Regions from separate parts of the Mus musculus genome. Here all the other regions are linked to region 3. The links are chromatin contacts, called in public Hi-C and HiChIP or PLAC-seq maps. All regions are on one chromosome and are shown on one strand. Each heading gives the region's core, a stretch centred on a gene start, on an enhancer-like site or on the middle of the called end of the contact. The rest is flanking DNA. Distances are from core to core; before and after follow the strand shown.

The links. Hi-C and Micro-C count contacts between places; a contact is called where the count stands out from the background. HiChIP or PLAC-seq counts read pairs in DNA pulled down with a chosen protein or histone mark.
Region 1: a contact with region 3 is called in an H3K4me3 HiChIP or PLAC-seq map of bone marrow-derived macrophages, with 2.9 times the contacts expected there. The contact joins two enhancer-like sites. A contact is called at or near these places in 3 of 484 Hi-C or Micro-C datasets (the N1E-115 cell line, bone marrow-derived macrophages and nephron progenitors) and 1 of 115 datasets of contacts at active chromatin or transcription factors (bone marrow-derived macrophages).
Region 2: a contact with region 3 is called in a Hi-C map of bone marrow-derived macrophages, with 4 times the contacts expected there. The contact joins two enhancer-like sites. A contact is called at or near these places in 4 of 484 Hi-C or Micro-C datasets (bone marrow-derived macrophages and macrophages), 1 of 115 datasets of contacts at active chromatin or transcription factors (bone marrow-derived macrophages) and 1 of 9 other capture datasets (bone marrow-derived macrophages).

The regions. Positions count from the first base shown.
Region 1 is chr9:15,924,628-15,928,904 of GRCm38.p6, forward strand. It overlaps Fat3 (FAT atypical cadherin 3), which reads right to left. Exons shown (of 26, transcript NM_001080814.2): 23 at 314-467. Among named protein-coding and RNA genes, the nearest start is that of Mtnr1b, 52 kb to the left of the region's middle. Within about 2 kb of position 2,949, at least 3 of the 459 cell types and tissues checked have an H3K27ac peak or open chromatin away from gene starts, as enhancers often do. A contact at or near this core is called in bone marrow-derived macrophages, where this site is marked.
Region 2 is chr9:16,045,332-16,049,973 of GRCm38.p6, forward strand. The region is part of intron 4 of Fat3 (FAT atypical cadherin 3); the gene reads right to left. Among named protein-coding and RNA genes, the nearest start is that of Mtnr1b, 170 kb to the left of the region's middle. Within about 2 kb of position 1,565, at least 11 of the 459 cell types and tissues checked have an H3K27ac peak or open chromatin away from gene starts, as enhancers often do. A contact at or near this core is called in bone marrow-derived macrophages, where this site is marked.
Region 3 is chr9:16,310,084-16,314,354 of GRCm38.p6, forward strand. The region is part of intron 2 of Fat3 (FAT atypical cadherin 3); the gene reads right to left. Among named protein-coding and RNA genes, the nearest start is that of Fat3, 190 kb to the right of the region's middle. Within about 2 kb of position 2,113, at least 19 of the 459 cell types and tissues checked have an H3K27ac peak or open chromatin away from gene starts, as enhancers often do. A contact at or near this core is called in bone marrow-derived macrophages, where this site is marked.

The sequences.
Region 1 (4,277 bases), core at 1,699-4,198, 380 kb before region 3:
TGTGAGAGAACCAGTCTTTCACTGAACTCAAAGCACAGTAGTTTGGCTAGGCTGACTGGTTCACAAATCCCAGGCAATCCCAGCCTTAGGGTTTCAAGTTCATGCCACCCTACCCAGGTTTTCAAGGAGGGTGCTAGGAATCTGAACTCAGGATCTCCTGTTTGTATTTCAGTCACTTTACCTTAAGCCAGCCCATGTGAATACCGTGTGGGAAAGACAGCAGGGTACCCATTTATTCGAATGAACCACATGCGGGGTTGCTTCCTTAGGATAAGAAGCGTGTAAAGAGAGGTCCTTGTGCAGTCTCACTTACGTGACACCTGTGAGGCCGGCTTTACAGCTGCAGACGAAGGTGTTTCCTATGGGGTCACAGGATCCTCCATTCCGGCAAGGGTTAGGGAAGCAGGCTGTGATCTCTGATTCACAGTTTGTTCCCGTGAACTGCGAGAGACAGGAACACTGATAGCCTGGGGAAAAGAGAGGGCCTCATGAGCTGGGGATGCCTCAGTGATGAGCATCCTTAGACTCAGCTGTGATAGGTCCTCTCGATTCCTTATCTTAAGCAAGGCCTGAATTCCAAAGCTGATCAGCACACTGGTTAGGTAGAATTCATTTGTCATGAAAAAAAAATTCCAGGGTGTAGTTTGTATTCCATGGTAGTCCACAAAAATTCACCTAACTATCCATATTTTATAGAACGCTAGTGATCTTGTTAGAGAGCCTAAGAGCAGAGAGACCAGGATGGTGAGGGAGATGGCAGTGCACTCTTTATCAGGCTTCTGCAAATGGTGACAGCTCCAGATGGGAGAAGCCATTGGTGCCACGCTCCCTTCTGCCCTGAGCTCCAAGCGAGGCCAAGCCAACTCAACTGAAACTCAGTGCCTAACCTTCATATCCCTTGTGCAGAGCCTCGTCTTTGCATCTCTTTCATGTTCTATTCATGAACCTGTCATACAAAACTAGGCACTGATATCTGTACCACAGACAACATTAACTATCAGGCGAATGAAGACTCAGAGTCTTATATGTGCCTTGGGGTAGAAACGATGCATTACTATGACTATGGAGTTGTTGTCCTTAGCCTTAGACACATGCTTAGTAAATGAGGGATGCTCTGAGTTTTGCATTGTCAATCACAGTGTTGATAATGCCTTAGGAACAACCTGGATATCCCTGTTAGGATTTTAGCATTTTCTTCTGTAGAATGCTGATAGTTTGTGATTGTTTCTAACAGTCACAATTTTCTGCTGGATTTCCATTATGTCTTTTATTTCAAAACATCAGTCACATCACATATGGGCAGTCTTCTATGGCCCTTCCCCCCAACAAATTGTAATCTTTTAGTGTTAATTAAACAAACAGTATTTGTATTATTGTAATTAACTGTAATATGCTATTTGTAGCTAAGCTACCTAGTGAATTCTGACTTTTATTTTCATGCATATCTTTGTCTTTAAGAAAAAGATCAAAGATGAACCTGTGCTTTGGATTCCTCTTTTTCTGAATACTTATTTAAATTTCCCCCGGACTTTTCGCCAACCAGGCCTTCCTGTATTGAGCTGCACACAGTAGCTCACATCCTTACTTGCTAAGGAGGTCTTCGCTGATACCTCTCGGGGCTCCCCCTTGAACAGCTGACCTACCCAGCATTTTCGCATACCTGTGTTAAAGATCAGTTTCTGGATTCATCTGGCTTACTCTCTCTTTCATTTGGTGATTCTATAATTGCCTCCCATGGGAAGGGGTTGAAGGAGGCAAATTTTAGGGAATTTTGTCTAGTTAAATCCTAAGACCTCATTGGAAGTTAGATTACATTAGGAAATTGAAGCAATCTTCTGCTTGTTGTTTTTGGGAACTCCAAAGTCTCTGAAGCTTGAAAGAGACCAGATTGCTTTTCTCTCCAATATTTTGGAAGGTCAGATGTTTGGAATTTTATGCTCTTTAGCTATGCTGTGATTTAGCATGGGCTTGTTCTAGCCAGTGCTGGATCCTCAGTAGGCCCTGTAATCTTGAAACTCACATCCTTTAATTTTGGTAAATTGTACATGTTCTTGCACCCGTTTATTGATGATTTCCTTTGCTTTCTCTTCTGTCTTCTTGGAAGTTTTCCTATTTGCATCTGAGATTGAGACCTTCCTGGAACTCTTTATCTTGTCTGTGTCCTTAAATTCTTACTTGCTTATTTCTGTCGACAGTTTATCCTTTTGAATTGCTTTTGAGACTGTCTAACAAGTGTGTTTCAATAACTCTGTCTTCTCCCCCTTTTCTTTTGGCATTTGTGTAACACTAGCCCCAGATTTGCATACTATGGCCATAGCCTCTTCTCTTACCTCCCGAGAGTAATAATAATTCATGATGTTTTTCTACCTGTGTAGTTTCTCCTGATTTGTTTTTGGATTTCCATAACAGGTTAGTTTGTGTTTCAGATCAGCTAAACTACCGTGCCCTGCGATTTAAACCCTGGTCTTATAGTTTAGGTTTTGTGGATATATCAATATTTACAATCAGTCATTATTGTCCATAATGTGTGTGGGCTCAAGAAGAAGTTTTGTTTTAAGCCAACACCCAGAGAAAAATTTGCACATTTCTAGCCAACTGGCTTGCTCTATGGGCTATCATTTCAATACTGCAAAACCAGCTCTTATATGGATTCCCAACCACTAACCTGCCCTACAAGTTTTAGGCTTGCTAGCCCCAAATCGCAGTTAGATAATCCCATAAGATTATTTTATCCCTTTCTTTGCATGATATAAATATGCATTTGTGTGCATATGTGTGTCTGTGTGAAAGATATATATAGAGATAGCTAGATAGATGATAGATAAATAGAATATGATAAATTTCTTCCTGTTGATTCTGCTGCTTTTCTGGAGAACTCTAACATTATCTTCCCAATTAAGCAACTTCCTCATGATCTTCTATAAGGCATTTATGACTACTTGCTGTAGCAGTCAGCCTGACTGACTTCCTGTCTTTAAAGATACTCTTTAACATGTGGAAGTGTGCAGGTGCCTGCTTATAGTGATTGGGTATTTGACAGGGCAGTTATGAAACCACTGGTAGAACAGTTAGAAGCTAGATGAGTACAGAAAAGAGCAAACACTATAAACACTTTGTTACCAACACGTCTAGAATAGAAACTGTGATAAGCACCATCTACACAGGCTCGGAGATGTTTACAGCCACGGAAACCTAGTCCTAGAGAAGCTAGGATTTTCCCATGCTTACAAAGCTGGGTAGACTCAGGCCTGCCAGGCTCTCCTGACCTGTTTCAAACACCACATGTTACTGTAACTACAACTCACTGAGCACATCTCTGCCATCAGAAAGAGGCTGACTATTTCAGATCGCATTGTCATCTCTGACCCACACAACAAAGGAACAGAGAGGGTCCTAGAAACAAACCTGTTTTTAAACGTTTAATTTTGGTAGAGATTTTTTTAATAAACAACCAAGGAAAAAATATTGGGTTAAAATACTCAAGACTAGATTTTTAGTACATAGTGATATTTATTATTCATCCCTGTGAAAGACTTGCTTATCAAACCTGACCTGTCACTATGTGTTGCTATAATCTCATCATTCAACTGCAGGACCTATTATTAATAATTTTTATATCAACAAATTATCACAATAAACCCAAATGTTCTAGTGATTTAGTGTTTTAAAATTAACTTCCAGTCATTCAACAGAGGATCACAGTGATCCTAGGAGGAGGCATGGGGATGGTCTGCTAACATTTCCCCACAGGGCATTACAGAGTTCACGAGACTCTTCTAGGACATGGGACTAGGAAGCAATTAAGTCTGAACCAGGCCTTCTGACTCCCAGAACTTTCTACAATGCTGCATGAGTTCTAGAAATTATCATTAAATGAGACTAATGATTTGCCAAGAATAAGAGATAATTTCACATACTTCCTCATGGGGGTGGGGAGCAGAAGTAAGACCGATAGAAACAGACATTCCTTCTAGGAGCCAAATAATAATTAGATGAACAAAGTCATGTATGTTACTGTTCTTAAGAGTTCCCTTATGTTGCTGTAACACACACACCTACACACCACTCTAACACACATATACATACACTTATACACCAATATATAGACATATCTACATACCTACATATCAACAAATGTATATTCACATACAATTGTATACATGTACACCTATACATGCACAACTACACCTACGTGCACTAATACATTTATTTATATACATACACCTATGCGCACGCACACACACACACACACACACACACACACACACACACACACA
Region 2 (4,642 bases), core at 315-2,814, 270 kb before region 3:
TTTCTGCGATGTCAAAATCGAACTACATTAAATGTGCTAAGTCATGAAAGATAAATGTGAGTTACAGTGCCTTGGGAATCAATTAAAGATAGATGAGCTAGATGTGTATCTGTAAACTCCAGAAAGAGTTATTTTTGCCTAGTCGAAAAATGTACAAAAGGTACTTGCACAGAAAGCAACCCAGTAAGCTGTTGGTTTCTTTGCTAGGTAAAAATCCTAACTCACCTGGATCAGACAGATGAAGTTACACAATCCTGAAAACATTCTCAGAGCGGTATAATGGTGGTCAATTTAGCAATTCAGACCAGAGTTATTCTCGTGCTGAGCAGATTGCCCTATATCACTCAGCTTGCAAGCATGGGATGACATTGTCGGGAGAGCTCTACTGCCTCCACTTCCTCTCAAAAGGTTCTTCTCAGAAGGTCAGGCCCATAAGTGCCTCTGTGTGAAGGCCTCTGAGATCTCTGGTGGGAAGCCCTGAACAATGAATAATGGATGTCTCTTTGTAAAACTCTCTTTAGCGGGCAGCCAAATCTATTTTTACTTCATGGCAAAAGCACTTCGGGAGACATATTCCCAAACCACATTACAGGATGTGTGAGGTGGTGGAGACTGCCAAATGCTGGTAACGTTTAACATGGCAATACCCCACTTGTGGGATATTGAGCACTAATTGTGCTGATAAGCCTTGTTCTAAACTTGAGCACAGAATTTTGTGAGTCAGTACCCCTCTTTTTCTCTGGCACTTATCAAAAGAGTAAGCCTGGATTCAAAGAAGGAAAAAATAATCTACAAAATATATAGGAAAGATCCTTGGAACCCATGTAGAGACAGAAAGTGGAGTCATTTTCTGAAACTCACAAATTCAGTAGAATTTTTTTTTTCTGTATAATGAAAATCCCAGCAGGAACTCCAGATCAAAACAGATTTAGAAAGTGATGATATCTGTGGATTACAGAGTTATAAGCTTCCATACTCAAATGCCTAGGCTCATTACCATTGCAGGGGACCCACTCTACTTCCTTTGAAGCTGGAAGAAGTTAGACAAATGAAAAGACTGTGGGACGAGATATCAGAGTGCCTGGATGGCAGTCGAGGACCAGATGGCAAAGTAATGAATATTCTCTAAGATCTGGACCTTTGATGGACAGAGGCTTGGACACGTCACTAAAGTGCAAGGCAGACTGTGAGAGCCTCTGTCCTCTTAAATTGCTTCTTGGATAGACTTAAATCCCTGAGTTATCTCAAGTCTTGGTGTTCTTGGGTTTGGTTGGTGGGTTTCCAGAGTAACAAGGAAAAAACAAGCAATCAGCCACCCAGAACACATGCTGGAGGGACCCAAGATGTTCTGATATTAGCACTGATGATACTTGGGCCATCTCCTTCACAACCCACTCTCAGAGCACTTTGCTATCTATGATTCAATTTGAACCTCTTAGCAACTTAACTAGGGAAGTTGATGAAGCAATTCTAATCTCATGTGATGGTAGATAGAAGACTCACCAAGGTCAGAGGCTTCCTATGACTCGCTGACTCATAGGTCACAGGACAGTCTTGGCCAACTTAGCACTCTGTGAAATACAGGCTTATGCTATGTAGCTCTTGCTGACCTGCATGGCACCCCAGAAGCTCATAGTCCGAGAAAATACTAACTACATTACTACTGCACAGGTTGAGGCATAGGGTATTTCCTTTCAAGAAAAAAATTGTATTGCTTCTATCAATATTCTTCTTGATCTGTGTGATTCCTCTATGTACTCACTGATCCTAGAAAATCTGTAATAGGAAAGCCCTGTGGGAGTCAGAAAAGAGGATGAACTAAAATATAGTATCCACCCCCAGGAGCTGCCCATCTCAGGGGTGTCAGTTATGCTATAAATTTTGAATGTATAGGAGGGAAGAGGGCTCAGTGTATGGGCTGTGTATGAAACCAATCAGGTTAAGAGTCGCTCATTGTCACTGATGCCGTGGTATTATTCAAATGCCACAGCAGTGTCATGGGCAAATTGGTATTTTTTAAAAAGCAATGCCCTTTACTTTTGGGAAATCACATGTCTCCCGCAAAGAAATCAGTGTTATTGAGTTGTCTTTTTATAAGGTGATTATAGAATTCTTCATAAAATGGGATGTTGTAAATCCATCTGGGGTGATGTATTTGTGTTGCTTTGGACAGCTGCCCAGAGGATTTCTCAGTGTCCTGCTTATTCTTAAGATCTGTGTTTCTCACAAAATGCTAGAGGACAAAAATCATAGGTTTCATCCACCCTTCACAGATAAAAGAATTATGAGTTTATTGAGGAGTGAGAGTATTTTCCTTGCTGTCCCTCCACCTGGCTTCAGTGTGAACAGGGGAATTATAGCTATGGCTTCTCAGATGACAAAATAAGACACTGGATGACTAGGCAATGGGGATGGAAGGACTGACAAATCCATGTCCCTCATAGCATTGTTCTCAGCTGAACACCTCCTGGCACACCACAGCCATGAACTTCTGGTTAGTGATTTGTAGCATACCTGTACCAAATTAAGGAATAAAAGGCTATTCTTCCCAAATTATGATTATTAATCCCACTGATAATCAAAGCTTATTAATATATATAGTAAAAATTCCCAATGCCTCATTTAAGAGATATCATACAAAAATTAAATGAGGACATTATGATGTGCTTCTGTGTGTGTGCATGTACACATAAGTGAGTTCCCTTGCAGAGACCAGAGGCATTCGATCCCCTGGAGGTGAAGGTAACGGCCACTGGGAGGTACCTGATATGTGTAGTAGGAATTGAACTTGGGTCCTTTACAAGAGTAGTATATGTGCTTAACTGCTGAACCATCTTTAGGTCAGTGTTACTCAACAGGTGGGTTTCAACCTCTTTAAAGGTCTCATAACAGGTATCTTGCATAATAGATATTTACAGTATGTTCATAACAGTAGCAAAATTATAATTATGAAGTAGCAATGAAATAATTTAATGGTTGAGAAACTATATTAAAAGGATGCAGCATTAAGAAGATTGAGAACCACTGCTATATGTTATTATATTTGGATATTCACATAAGATTTTGGTGTCTTCTATTCATAAGCATTCATAATGCATGCTCATCTATATTTACAGAGTGGCACACACACACACACACACACACACACACACACACACACACACACACACATGCTTTGATTGTAGTTTAGGTGAGATCCTCAACCTGCCTTAAGATTGAATGAGACAGGAATAGGGATTGAATTTCTTGTATCTGCAGCTACCACATTATAGTGTAACAAAAAGCTCTAGCTATTCCTCAGATCCTGTGTCCTGTGGCTACTCAGAAAGACCCTGATGGTAATGAGCAGATTCTACATGAATGGAAATCAGAGACTAAAATCAGGCTGGCAATCCTCTTTGTTGGAGTGTAATCACTAGACTGGGCAGACTATTCAAAATTCCATTTTCTCCCCTTCTCCGCTGACACTACACTTCATCTTCTGCTTTTCCAAACATTTAGAATAGTGACTTTGCATCCTCTGAGGTTTTACTGTTTCAACCTTCGGAAAGCTGTGATTAAATGCATTCTAATCAGATGTCACCTTGCCATGGTTTTGGAAAGGTATCAGAGGAAAATAATTAGCCATCACAGGAGAAGAAATCCTAGTTAAGGCTCTTTCTTCTCTTGCAACTGCATTCTGCTGTGTCTTTATAGCAACAAAGGTCTGCAATCAGTCTGGCTCCAGCTTTGTAAATGTATCAGAGAAGGGCCAAGGTGGGGAGATCACCTCTCGTCTTACATGTGTGAGAGGAAGAGAAAAATAAAAGACCACCTTCGAAGTGACTGCAATTGCATCTGAGCGGGAGAATGTTCAGATAAATGGATCCTCCAATTATGATGCTATTGCGCAGACACTAGCAATGTTTCCATTTCAAAGAACAGATGTGTTGTCATATTTATGACTCTGTAATACTGACAGCTACTCAAGGCCCAAGGATGTTCTAGAGACTTTGAAAAGACATTGCTGATGGCCTGAGTGAATGAAGATATGGGGCAAATTCCTTAAAACTGCCTTATTCTCAGAAGTCTGATGGAGGTTTAATCCAATACCTCATGGGTCATATGGAATGACGTGTATTCTATCACTGGAAAATACTTTTTCCAAATCTAATTGTTTTGGAGTGTGATTTGGTGCTACTGCATGGGCTTTGAGTCCCATTCAGTTATCATCATGGTAATCAGTGGTTGGGAATTGTAGCTGGCTCTTCAGTAGGTATACCCCTGGGTTGTGTGTGCCATGCAAGACTGAGGCGTGAATCATTCTCATGGCCCCTTTCTGAAGCATGTGGGTTGTGACTGGGTTCATTCTTTTAGATAGTCTGTCTATGGACTCAATATATCTGGAATGAACAAAGACTTTAGAGCACAATACGCCTCAGAAGTGGCTAAGAGTTTGAGAACAAAGCACCATAACCTTCCCTGTCTATGATGCGAGCCTTATGGAACAGTTTTAATGCAGTTGACTTTGTCCTAAGACATGACATCATCTTCCAGGAAAGCCCTCCCTCAAGCCATGGTTATTCCCTCCAAACTAAATCAGTTTTATAACCATAAAATTGGCTATGATTAGTGCCTTAGAGACATGAAAGAGTTACAAAAA
Region 3 (4,271 bases), core at 863-3,362:
AATAAAATCAAAGAACTGTATAGGACTTGTTATTTATAAGTGTGTGTCCACAGGGGTATAGGGGTGTGTGTGTGTGTGTATGAGAGAGAGAGAGAGAGAGAGAGAGAGAGAGAGAGAGAGAGAGAGAGTATAAGCAACAGTGTTAGTTCTCAGTTGTTATCTACCTTGTTTTATGAGACAGGGTCTCTCACTGGAACCTGGTTCCTACCGGTTGGGTTAGTTTGGAAGCCAATGAGTCTGAGGGATCCTCTTGTCTCTGCCTCTGCAGCACTATGATTTCAAGTGTTTGCCACAACACCCAGCTTTTTACATGGAAAGCAACTCAGTCTTAATGTTTGCACCACAAGCGCTCATTGGTTAGGCTCCAGAACTGCTTTTCATACTGCACACAGCAGGGGTGAGTCATATGGCTTTTATCAGCTGATGTGTGTGGTGCTGTATTGTTTGGTGATATGATGATGTTGGTCTCCTGGGTCCCAGAGCAGCAGGAAGGCTGGTGCTCTGGGCCATGCCGCACAGATGTACTGGGGAATCTCAGTTCCTTTTAGCCCTTAGTGTAGGAGGCAAACAATCATTACTCGTTGTTGAGGGGTTTCTAAACCTCGCAAAGCATCCTCTTAGAGAAATTCACTAATCTGGAGCTATCCTTGCTTCTGAACAATCCTGTAGATCAGAGGCAACTTCTGCTATGGAAGAGCTTCAGTGGATCTTTCTGGAATTACCCAAGGGCAGGCAGCAGAGGATAAAACATGTGTCAATGCTCCCTGCCTGGAGCCATTGACTCTAATGATTCTAGGTTGTTAAGTTTATATCTTGAATGCTTACATTAGACATGTTAGGTCTGCTGCTGGTCAAGAGACAGGAGGGAAACATGAGTTTCACGGCATTCTATATACACTGCTCTAATTGGCACAAACTGCTATTTGCAGTTTCAAATTAGTGGGAAGACAGCAGAGAGCTTGGCTCTGATAGACAGAGGTAAGATGAATCAGCCTCTGCAACTAAGGCTACAGCAGACATATGGTTGAGAACCAACTGGCCATGGCCTTCTAAGCTGGAGGGGGCAGCTATAATTCATATTCACTGCTAAGATCCTTTAAGGGGTATTTATTATCTCCTAGACACAATTTATTCTTCTGATTATTCATTTTTCATTACTATGGAAAGCAAGATTAAATTGTTTCGGCAGCAACTGCTTACATTAATCTTTCAAATATGTGTTCCATGTAAAATTCTTGTCAGGAAAATGGATCTAATTCCTCCTGCCCCAACAGCCTCAGATAAAAGTAATCCAGCCTGAAATAAAAGAAGCTCCAGGATGTAAGGTGCAGTGGAAAATGCAGAGGCAGACAGCATACCCCTCCCCCTCCCCTTTGCAGGACTGAGAGCACGGGTGGGGGAGGGGAAGGATGCAGAGAGTTCATTTATTAGACCCAGGAAATTTATTCCATTAACATTTTAATTTCAAAAGTAATTTAAATTAGCACTTTATTTAACTGTGAAATTAGATTACTCTCTGTTTAACATGCAATACACTCATGAGCTTAATACATGACAAGTGCTAAGGAGTAATACCATATCTCTCAATGCCTATAAATTGTATTTCAGTGTCTATGAGATTGTCAACAACTGCCTCGTTTTACAAAACGGTAGTTGCTGTCACAGAGGCCTTGAGGGACCAGCCTGAAGACACACAGCTATGCAACAACACATACAGAACCAGGGCCAGTGCAGAAGCAGGCCAGTGCATGTTTGGAGATTCATGGTTGGAAATAGTTATTTCTACCTCATACTTAACTTTTTGTTCCATTTCCCCTTCCTATTTAATTTCTCCCTGTAATCAGTTCTGCAACTTTCAAAGTAAAGATGCACTTACTTGCTGTCTTCTCAAAATGTTACTTAAATAAATAAGATCCTGCCTCTTAAATTCACTAGCCACAGAATGAAAACCATCTCGATGTACTGAGTCAACAAGCCCATGGCACCGCCCCTTCCTTGAAATCAGTTGACTTTGGGTATGCCAGCAAGCATATTAAGCAAATCTGAAGACAGTGCTACTGACAGAGCCTGGAGTCAAGTGTCATGGTCAGATCGGAAGCACAGAAATGTACTTCCTCTGGGGTTTGATCTGCATCATGCCTCAGGACTCTGGCTTGTGCATAGGGGGCAAAACCAGAGAGAGTAGGGGCAGGGTATTAAAGTGTACCTGTCAGCAAATCCAAACTCAAAGGGCAAAGCAGTTCAAATAGTCCCCAGAGCAGTGCAGATGGGCCCCAGAGCAGTGCAGATGGGCCCCAGAGCAGTGCACATAGGCCCCAGAATGGATGCAGACTTCCAACCTACAGGATTGTCTAGGCACCACTTGCTTTAGGACTTGAGGAACAGTCTTCCCCTTTGCCCATAAGCCAGCCAGCCACTTAAGACACAACTCTTGGACCTGGATCTGAAGAGCTGGGCCACAAAGCACTCTGAGCTGGCAGTGCAGAAGGCTGTGGTCACAACCCGTTCTTCTATAAAGGTGCTCTGAATACTGAGCCAGGTGAGTGCAGCTGCCTGAGATTTGGTCTGCAGGTGTGGAGAGGGTAAGGCAGACAGCCTTAGACCATATACAGTTCTATATATTCATAGTATCACAGCGTCAGAGTCCTAGCAGGAAGCCACAAATCATGTTTTATTTAGCAAAAACCTTCTGAGTGGGTTGAGATTGTCTCACAGGAAGCCTTGCTAAGCATCTGTGAGGAACTCAGCTCACACTTTAAATGGCAACTTGTAAGGTGCTGATAAATTACTTCCTATTTTCATTTTTCTTTTTGAGGCAATATCTTGCTCTTTAGCCCAGGCTCGCTGAATGAATCATGATCCTTTTTGCTCAACTGCAATCAGAGGCAGAAGCAACTACGTGTGGATAGACAATTCCTTACATACCAATGTCCTAAAGCTCTTAGAATAGACAGTGTTTCCTACATAAACACAGTACTTAGAAACACGTCTGTCCAAATATTTCATAAGACATTTCATAAAATATTAAAAATATCCTCTGTTAAATAAGTACTTACAATTTGCACCTAGTTTATAAGCTATGTAAATTAGCAAAATGAATATTTTTTTCATATTATTTCTAAAGCTAGCACGGCCCTCATAACAACAAGCAACAAGTACATTGCTAATAACTGCAAGGAAGGTGGATGGTGCCACCACCAAGAAAGAACACACAGGCTTCAGCAGCAAAAGCCTTATTTATTTATTTATTTATTTATTTATTTATTTATTTATATTTTTACTTCTGCTTTTATTTACTTCCTCTCCAAATGAAAAAAGTGTGAAATTGCCCAGTGGTTATACATAACTGTTATCTCAACAATTCAGAAGTGTCAGAGGTAAGAGACTCATGAGTTCAAGGTCATCTTTGGTTACACAGCCAGTTGTCTGTGATACAAAAGACCCTGACTCCATGTGTCATCACCAGCTCTGAGAAGTCACAGCCTTGGTCAACTAAACTTGTTCTGCATGAGCTTCTCCGACAGATTGCTCAGCAGGGATGGATCCTCCACCCTGGAGTGCTACAGGACTTTACTGACTTGACCATCCTCTTCACAGGACTACTGGCCTGCTTCCTTAAAGAGCAGAGCTTGAGACCTGTATCATGTCTTGCACCCAGAAGGAGTTCCTCAAAGCAAGCTCCACATACATCCCTGACAGCTGCTTCTCTTAGGAAGAATGAAGCCCCTGCTGCTGTGGAGCAGGGAAGGCAGCTGAGCAGGCAAGGCTGTGATCCGAGTCTGGACTCCAGTAAGACTCTTGTGCTTCCAATCAGTGTGCCACAATCTCTGGTGGCCTCCTGGGGTTCCCTTGAACTGGGCATAACAATTCCAATAGCTGGATTTGACCAACTGTGGTCCTGAGCAAATGAGACCCCTGAGAGATGTCGTTTGTCTCAAATGTTGTCTCCCATGCTCTCCACAGTTTACAGTTTCCTAAAAACTTGCCAACCAAAGGTTTAAAAGATTGTTGGAGTATGGCTGTTCCTGAACTGGAAAATGCTACAAAGTTCAATTTTATGTGTTGTTGTTCAGACAGTCAGGCAGTGTTGCTCAAACTCCCTGTCTTAGAATTTTTACTGCTGCAACAAAACACCATGACCAAAAAGCAAATTGAGAGGGAAAGGGTTTTGCTTATACTTCCTTATTGCTATTCACCATGTAAGGAAACCAGGATACGAATTCAAAGAGGGCAGGAACCTGGAGGCAAGACCTGATGTGGGCCATGGAGAG